2 separate regions of the Callithrix jacchus genome follow, and region 1 is linked to region 2. A link is a contact called in public Hi-C data. All regions are on one chromosome and are shown on one strand. Each heading gives the region's core, a stretch centred on a gene start, on an enhancer-like site or on the middle of the called end of the contact. The rest is flanking DNA. Distances are from core to core; before and after follow the strand shown.

Region 1 (4,023 bases), core at 1,455-3,954, 150 kb before region 2:
CAGACTATGGTCAAGATAGTGACCAATAATGGTCAGTTCAAGCCCTCCTCCCATTATTCAGATGAAGAAATTGAGGCTCTGAGTCCACCTATAAGTAAAATGACCTAATATCAGGGTCACTGTAAATTCTTTTGTTTTTTTTCATCTCGCCCCGTCACCCAGGCTAGAGTGCAGTGGTGCCATCTCTGCTCACTGCAACCTCCACCTCCCAGGTTCAAGCGATTCTCCTACCTCAGCCTCCCAAGTAGCTGGGATTACAGGTGTGCACCACCATGCCCAGCTAATTTTTTGTATTTTTGGTAGAGACAGGGTTTCACCATGTTATCCAGGACGGTCTGGATCTCCTGACCTCGTGATCTGCTCGCCTCACCCTCCCAAAGTGCTGGTACTACAGGTGTGAGCCACAGCACCCAGCCAAGGCTCACTGTAAATTCTAACAATTCCCCTGCCCATGTAGAACACAAAGGAGGTCCATTCTGGTATGTATCCCTACTGTCTAAAACGATGCCTGGCATAGAAGCAATATAACAATAAATATTTGCTGGGTGGATACTCCTTCATGCCACACCTCCACTGAGCCAGTCTTTCCACCGTGCTGCGCTTCTTTCCAGGAAGGATGAACTATCAGGCATAATGAGGCTTGAACAAGACCCATAGGGAAACTCATTTACAAACATGTATTCACACACTATAAGATTTAAAGCAGCTTGGCCAGGCCCGGTGGCTCACACCTGTAATCCCAGCACTTTGGGAGGCCGAGGCGGGTGGATCACGAGGTCAAGAAATCGAGACCATCCTGGTCAACATGGTGAAACCCCATCTCTACTAAAAATACAAAAAATTAGCTGGGCATGGTGGTGCGTGCCTGTAATCCCAGCTACTCAGAGGCTGAGGCAGGAGAATTGCCTGAACCCAGGAGGCGGAGGTTGTGGTGAGCCGAGATCGCGCCATTGCACTCCAGCCTGGGTAACAACAGCGAAACTCCGTCTCAAAAAAAAAAAAAAGATTTAAAGCAGCTTATAGACTCCTGTACTATAGGATATATATTAAGTGGATAAAGAAATAGAGGTGAGGTACTTACAGATACAGCCCACTATTCTCTTGTTGGTGACAGAAGGAACTAAATTAGGGTCTTCCTTAGTGCCTGAAGCTCCCTTTGGGGGCAGTATATTGTATGGGTCCTGAAAAAAACACAAGAATTGAACCATTATGCCAAATAAGCCCTACGTTCCAGAAGCTCAGCGTGTTCCTATAAGCCAAGTTCCCTGGATCAAATACTCCCAGAGAGGAGACTACTATGAACACATACAAGAACGTAAGTTCCACGGAAGACACAGAAAGGAGTTTCTCACCAGTCCCTTTCTTGCAGCCAACATGATCTCCCTCTCCAACCCAGTCGCCTGGTCATCATCACTAGGAACACCACCTACAGGAAGATATGTGAATTATGATGCTGACTGAAATGATAGAAAAATTAGGAACAGAAATGATCAAGAAGAAAAATGCCACACTGAAACTTCTGCATACGTTTTAGTGGGCTCACAAGCTCCTAAAAGCTACTCATATCCATGGTCCCCAAAGAACCACCAAATCATGATCCACACAAGGGGCAGCACTTGGGGGAGCTGCTGCTTTTTTTTTTTTTTCCTCGTTGCCCAGGCTGGAGTGTAATGGCAAGTTGTCGGCTCACTGGAACCTCTGCCTCCTGGGTTTAAGCGATTCTCCCGCCTCCTGTGTAGCCGGGATTACAGGAGCACGCCACCACGACCAGCTAATTTTTTTTTTTTTTTAAGGAGTTTCATTCTTGTTGCCCAGGCTGGGGTGCAGTGCTATGATCTCGGCTCACTGCAACCTCCGCCTCCCGGGTTCAAGCAATTATCCTGCCTCAGCCTCTCCAGTACCTGGGATTACAGGTGCCCTCCACCACGCCTGGCTAATTTTCGTAATTTTGATAGAAACGGGGTTTCCTATCGTCCTGGCCTGGCTGGCCTCGATCTCCCAACCGCAGATGATGATCCGCCCGCCTCGGCCTCCCAACGTGCCGGGATTACAGGCGTGAGCCACCACGCCCAGCCCAATTTTTGTATTTTTAATAGAGACGGGGTTTCACCGTGTTGGCCAGGCTTGTCTCGAACTCCTGATCTCAGGTGATCCGCCCACCTCGGCCTCCCAAGGTGCTGGGATTACAGTCGTGAGCGCCCGGCGTAGGAGCTTTTCCTTCTCCAACCACCGAGACCAATTTGTCGACATTTGTCTAAAAGCAAGTTAGAGCCCACTCGGCTTGAGGCGGGCGCAGGTTTGAAGGGCGGCCGGACCCCTCCCCAACCCGGTCGCAGTCCCCACCCCTCCCAAGGTCACCCGGCACCTCCGTTTAGGATACTTTCGCAGAGGAGTCAGTTCGGGGGGGCGGCAGGAGCAGCGGCCTGGAATTATAGGAAGATGCCTGCAGAGCCTGAGACACTCCGGACCGTATGCGGTCACTGGGACCTCTAGTAGCTGCACGTCACGCCCCGCTCTGCCGCCCTGGGACCACTACGGGAGGGCAATACTCCGGTCCCTGGCAAGCCTGGGGAGCCGAGTACCTCCAGAGGCCATGGAGCGCACCGCGGCCGCACCATTGGGACCGCGAGCCCTCAAGGCCTGCGCGGCCAGCGCTCCGGCTCCGCGAAGTAACCTTGAAGCCATCGCGTCCGCGACAAGCAACAGCACTTCCGGGAACAGGATGCAAAGACAGGAGAGACTTCCGGGGGCGGGCTTCTTTCTCCTCCCGGTCAGCTTTCCGCTCCTTCCCCGCCCTCGGGCCCGCCCACTCCCGCCACCTTGGCGGGGGCGGAAACTGCGCATGCTCAAGTGTGCCTTTCCCTGCACCGCACAGTAGCTGAGGCTTGGGGGCGGGTTTGCTCTTTAGTAAGGCTGAGAGGTGAGCAAGTTGTTTTGGTGTTTGGAGCTCAGCGGCTAAACCACATTGGAGTTCCTCTGTATCTGGCCTGCACTTGGAGGCTACTGATGGAAGTCATTAAGTCCCCGCCTGTCAAGAGACTGACTGGACCCCAAATGATTTGAATTTGAAAGTGGGCTCCTAAAGATCTCTGCGTTCCTTGCTAGGCTAGTTAGTGGCAACGCTGGTTCTCTGGCAGTGCGTGAGCCGTCGCGAGCGTGTTGCATTGGACGGGACCTACCTGCAGTACTGGCCCAGTTTCCTGTTAGAGTTGTACTGTGGGGGGTTAGGCGCCGGGGTCCCTGCGGGGTCCCGGCCTAGGGAGGAGGACAGGACGGCGGCAGGACCCCGCCCAGGACCAAGAGCCTGCTGATGTGAAGAGAGAAAGTGGCCACTCTTCGAGGCCACTAGGGGAGGAGAAGTTAAAAAGGGGAGTTGATAATGGGAAATGGAGTCAGATCCTGCTGTGACTGGAATTCCGTTTGAAACGGAAAACATCTTCCGTCCATAGCTTTCCGTTGCCCCCACAGGCTAAGATGTGCAAATTTCTTAGGGTGAGCTTTAGTCTGTGTAGCCCTATGACAGGCTAGCTGCATGCGGTATCTGAGTTTCCCTACCAGATAGAAAAATCGCTTTAGAGTGGAATTAGCTCATTACTGAATTTTCAATGCCTTGCAGAGGTCTGGTATATAGTAGGATCCAGTAATTTTAGTAAATTTACTACTTGGATAGACTATATAAAACCAGTTTATAGGGCTTCTCCTGGCCCAGTGAGGTCAATTGGAAGCAAACTGGGTAGAGTTGAAGGCTCAGATGCTCCCACTTGTCTCATGCAGGCTATGATATTTTCAAAAGGACACGGTGGAGCATTGCCTCCCAGGAGCACGTCTGGTCTTCATGGGTGCCCCCTCCACCAATTAAAAAAAAAACAAACACCTGTATTCTGATACAAAAACCACCTTTAAAGGCCAAGATTTCCTTTAAAGGTGGTTTTTGCTTTGAATGGCTTCACTGTTACTCCCTTCTCTTTCACCTCCACTGCAACGCCTCCAAATTGAATTGAGGGAAAAAATTCTGAGCAATGT
Region 2 (3,864 bases), core at 767-3,266:
GCCTAGTCCTGCTCCTAGGGCTGTGAATGTTTTCAGGGTGGGGGGGGGGCTGTGAATGTTTTCAGGGTGGGGGGAGGGGGATGAAGCCTCCTGTGTGTTTGGGGGGAAGGGTGGGTTCAGTGGTATTTTATACTTGGCCTCTTCCCGTACAGGGCTGAGAAAGGCTGTGTGAAGGGAGAGAAGAAAGACAGGGTGGGCCTGCTGTGGACATTGGCATACCCTCTTCCAGCCCTAGGAGGAAGACCTCCTAACAGTGTAACTTATTGTGTCCCTGCGTATTTATTTGTTGTAAATATTTGAGTATTTTTATATTGACAAATAAAAATGGAGAAAATGAAATGGTTACTGTGATGGGGCTAAGACATTTGGGCTAAAACCTTTCTTGGTGCCAAGAGGGAAGGCTCTTTGGGTAAAGGGAAGCTGGACTGGGCCTCCCCCACAGTCCAGGGCAGCCACCTCTTTTGTGGTCCCTGCCTGCCTGTGGGAGGGGACAGCCCAGCTCCAGTGTATTCCCACAGTGGTGGCTGTGGGGCTGGGAACCAGACATGGCCACAGCCCCTTGGGAGCTAGCCTTGGCTTCTGGCCAGAGGGAGAAGTCAGGGCACTGGGAGTCCAGGGGAGAAGTGGAGTGGGAGCGGCGCCTTCCCAGAACTCACGGCAGTTAGTGGGAGTGAGGGGGCCAAAGGAAAGGAAGGTTGTGGAGATGAGTTTTCTGTGTGAGGATGCGGTTTTCAACCCACTTAGGAGAGGAGAAATGACGTCCAGCCTTCTACCCACCAGGAATGCTAGGGTCTTCAGGGCCCCAGCTAGGTGGGAAAGGAACTTAAACACCCAGTGTGTACCAGACCACTGTCCTGGAGAGGGAGTGGCACAGAACCCCTCCCTGTCATTTATGCACCCTTTCTAAGCCTATCAGGCGGTGGAAGTGAGGTCTCCCCTGTAAGCTTAACTGTGGCTTCAGCAGGTGGCTGCCTAGGTTTTAACCGGGAATTGAGAAGGCTGGGGTCGGCTGAGGAGCAGGTTGTGTGGGTGCACCGTCCGCAGACGGCCACCCAGATGATGATTTGATCAGGAAGACGGATTCGGTAAACTCAGCGCCCACTGTGGGGCCGTGGGGTTCTGCACAAACCAAGGCCCTGTCCGTGCCCTGTAGGTGGAGCTAGAGGCAGGACAAGTTGTGGCCACCTGCTCCTTGCTGTACTTTTAAGAAAGCGGAGTACAGGGTGTCTCGAGGCCTTTCCAGCAGTCACTTTGTCACTGCCCCAGGGGCGGTCGGCCTTGGCCAGAGGTGATCCAGGAAGAGGGGGTAAAGACCGTGGAGCAAGGCCAGGAGCCTTGGCTCACGCTTGTAATCCCAGCACTTTGGGAGGCCGAGGCGGGCGGATCACGAGGTCAGAAGATCGAGACCATTCTGGCTAACACGGTAAAACCCCGTCTCAACTAAAATACAAAAAATTAGCCGGGCATGGTGGCGCACGGTAAGTCCCAGTTGGGCAGGAGAATCGCTTGAACCCGGGAGGTGGAGGCTGCAGTGAGCCGAGATCGCGCCACAGCATTCCAGCCTGGGCGACAGAGACAGACCCCATCTCAAAACGAAACAAAAGACCGCGGAGCGAGCCGGCGCACCAGTCCTGGGAGCCCGGCGGGACTAGGGGCGGTAACAAGAGGAGCCTGCAAAGCCGCTGGAGGGCTGGGCCCTGGCGAAGGAAAAGGGAAAACTCCCCACCCGACCCAGAGGCCTCATCCCTACACCCTGCAAAGCCCGGCGGCCCAGCGCGTCAGGGCGCGCGGTTCTCGGAACTCAGCACCTCTGCCTTCAGCTTAGCCTCGGACGCCCTCGCGCGGCTGCCTCGGGGTACAGTCCGGCGCAATAAGTCCCGCCCTACCACTGCGATTGGGTTGGGAGCTAAGGCCTAGGCGTTTGATTGGTCAGCTTTGGCAAGGAGGCGGGACTACGATGATAGCGTAGGACGCCGAACTGCCAGATAGGGTACGCGGGGCGGGCCTGAAATCCTGGGGTGGTTGGTTGGGGTGGGAGCCGGGATGGCGACGCCGCGGCCCTGCCCGGACGGGCCCTGCTGCCCGCATCCCAGCGCAGTGCTCGGTGTACAGCAGACGCTGGAGGAGATGGACTTCGAGAGGGGTGAGGCGGCCGCGCGGCCCTGCCGGCTCTTCCCAGGCCCCGGCCTAAGGAGGAGGCGCCAGGTTAAGGAGGGGTGGTTGAACTAGGCCCTGAGAGCTTGGGGCCTGGTGAGAGACGGCGGGCGGGACTCCAGGCTCCCGCATCCCGAGAGCATACCAAGTGTCTCCTGCATGAGCCCTGTCCCGCGGGCGGCGGCGAAGCCGACGCACTGGTTTCCGTAACCTTTCCGAGTGACGGGGGACAACACTGCTTGGGAGACACAAGTCTGCTCAGGTATTGGAGAGAGGGACCGGGGAGCAGAATCTGCACCTGGGGCATTGCGCCCATCCTGAGGGGCATGGAGCTGCAGGCCTGGGGGCTGCTTGGTGAAGGAGGACACTGGCCCTTGCTTAACCCCGGGTGCCAGGCAGCATGCATGCTTTAGAGACAGCAGGAGCTTAGCACGGGCAGCCTTCAAGTCAGGGCATCTCATCTGTGGGACCCAGAGAGGTAACACGTTTGCCCCGGATTACACGGAGATTATGTTGCCAGTAGGAACAGAGGAAGGCGGGAAATCAAGGTGCTTCTTCTGGGTGTTGGGAACCACTGTGCTACTATGCTGTGTCATCTGTCCGTGCGGTCGCAGCCAGTGCAGTAACAACAATGCTGCCCTTGATTGCCACTGCTGTGTAAGCATTAGCATAGAACTCTTTCTTTACCATGGTTCTGGCACCTGCCTACTTCCCTCCACCTCTCCTACCACTGCCTTCTGCACTGCTGAGGTGGTTGCCTCAGATGGTCTTTCGGCTTCCATGCTTGCCCTCCTACAGGGTTTTCTACTCTCACAAAGCAGCCAGAATGGCTTTTTGAAAATGAGAAATCTCTGTGGCCAGGCGCAGTGGCTCACGCCTGTAATCCCAGCATTTTGGGAGGCCGAGGCGGGTGGATCACCTGAGGTCAGGGGTTTGAGACCAGCCTGACCAACATGGAGAAACTCCATCTCTACTAAATGATTTTTCCCTGGCCCCCTCCCCCACCATCTCTACTAAAAATACAAAAAATTAGCCGGGCGTGGTGGCACATGCCTGTAATCCCAGCTACTCGGGAGGCTGAGGCAAGAGAATCGCTCGAACCCAGGAGACGGAGGTTGCAATGAGCTGAGATTGTGCCATTGCACTCCAGCCTGGGCAACAAGAGCGAAACTCCGTCTCAAAAAAAGGAAAGAAAAGAAAAAGAAAACTCGGATCATTCCCTGTTACGGCTTACAAAGCTCTGTGGACCCACTGCTGCTGGCTCTACTTCTCTCCCTCATTTTATTTCTCATGCTTTTCTTCTCCCAATCACTATGCTGCAGCCACACTGGTCTTGTTTTGGTGTCTCAAATATGCAAGACCTTTGCCTGAATTAAGGCCATTGGACTTGCTGATGGGCTTCCTTACAACTGTTAAACTAGCTGATGTTATTTTTCAGATCCCAGCTCCAATGTTATTTCTTCAGAGGCCTTCCCTAAACATCCTGGTTCTCAACTGGGGCAGTTCTGCCTTTTAAGGGACTTCGGCAGTGTCTGGAGACATTTTGGGTTGTCACAATCTGGAGGCTGCTACAGGCCTGTAGTAGGTAGAGATGAGATGCATTATACATGGTACAGTGCACAGGACAGCTCCCTATGGTAATCATCCAGCCTAAAAAGGTCAATTGTGCTGTTGTTGAGAAGTAAACATTGCCTTGTCCAAAGTTAGGTG

What was found. A called contact is a pair of places that touch in the nucleus more often than the background predicts.
Region 1: a Hi-C map of skeletal muscle shows a contact between it and region 2, with 2.6 times the contacts expected there. The contact joins the promoter of COX5B here to the promoter of ANKRD39 in region 2. A contact is called at or near these places in 2 of 3 Hi-C or Micro-C datasets (both in skeletal muscle).

The regions. Positions count from the first base shown.
Region 1 is chr14:6,951,174-6,955,196 of calJac240_pri, reverse strand. COX5B (cytochrome c oxidase subunit 5B) reads right to left here and starts at 2,704. Exons shown (of 4, transcript XM_035271621.3): 1 at 2,583-2,704; 2 at 1,353-1,426; 3 at 1,082-1,181. The coding sequence starts at 2,685.
Region 2 is chr14:6,796,014-6,799,877 of calJac240_pri, reverse strand. ANKRD39 (ankyrin repeat domain 39) reads left to right here and starts at 2,016. Exons shown (of 5, transcript XM_035271609.3): 1 at 2,016-2,143. The coding sequence starts at 2,044. It overlaps SEMA4C (semaphorin 4C), which reads left to right. Exons shown (of 15, transcript XM_035271616.3): 15 at 1-339.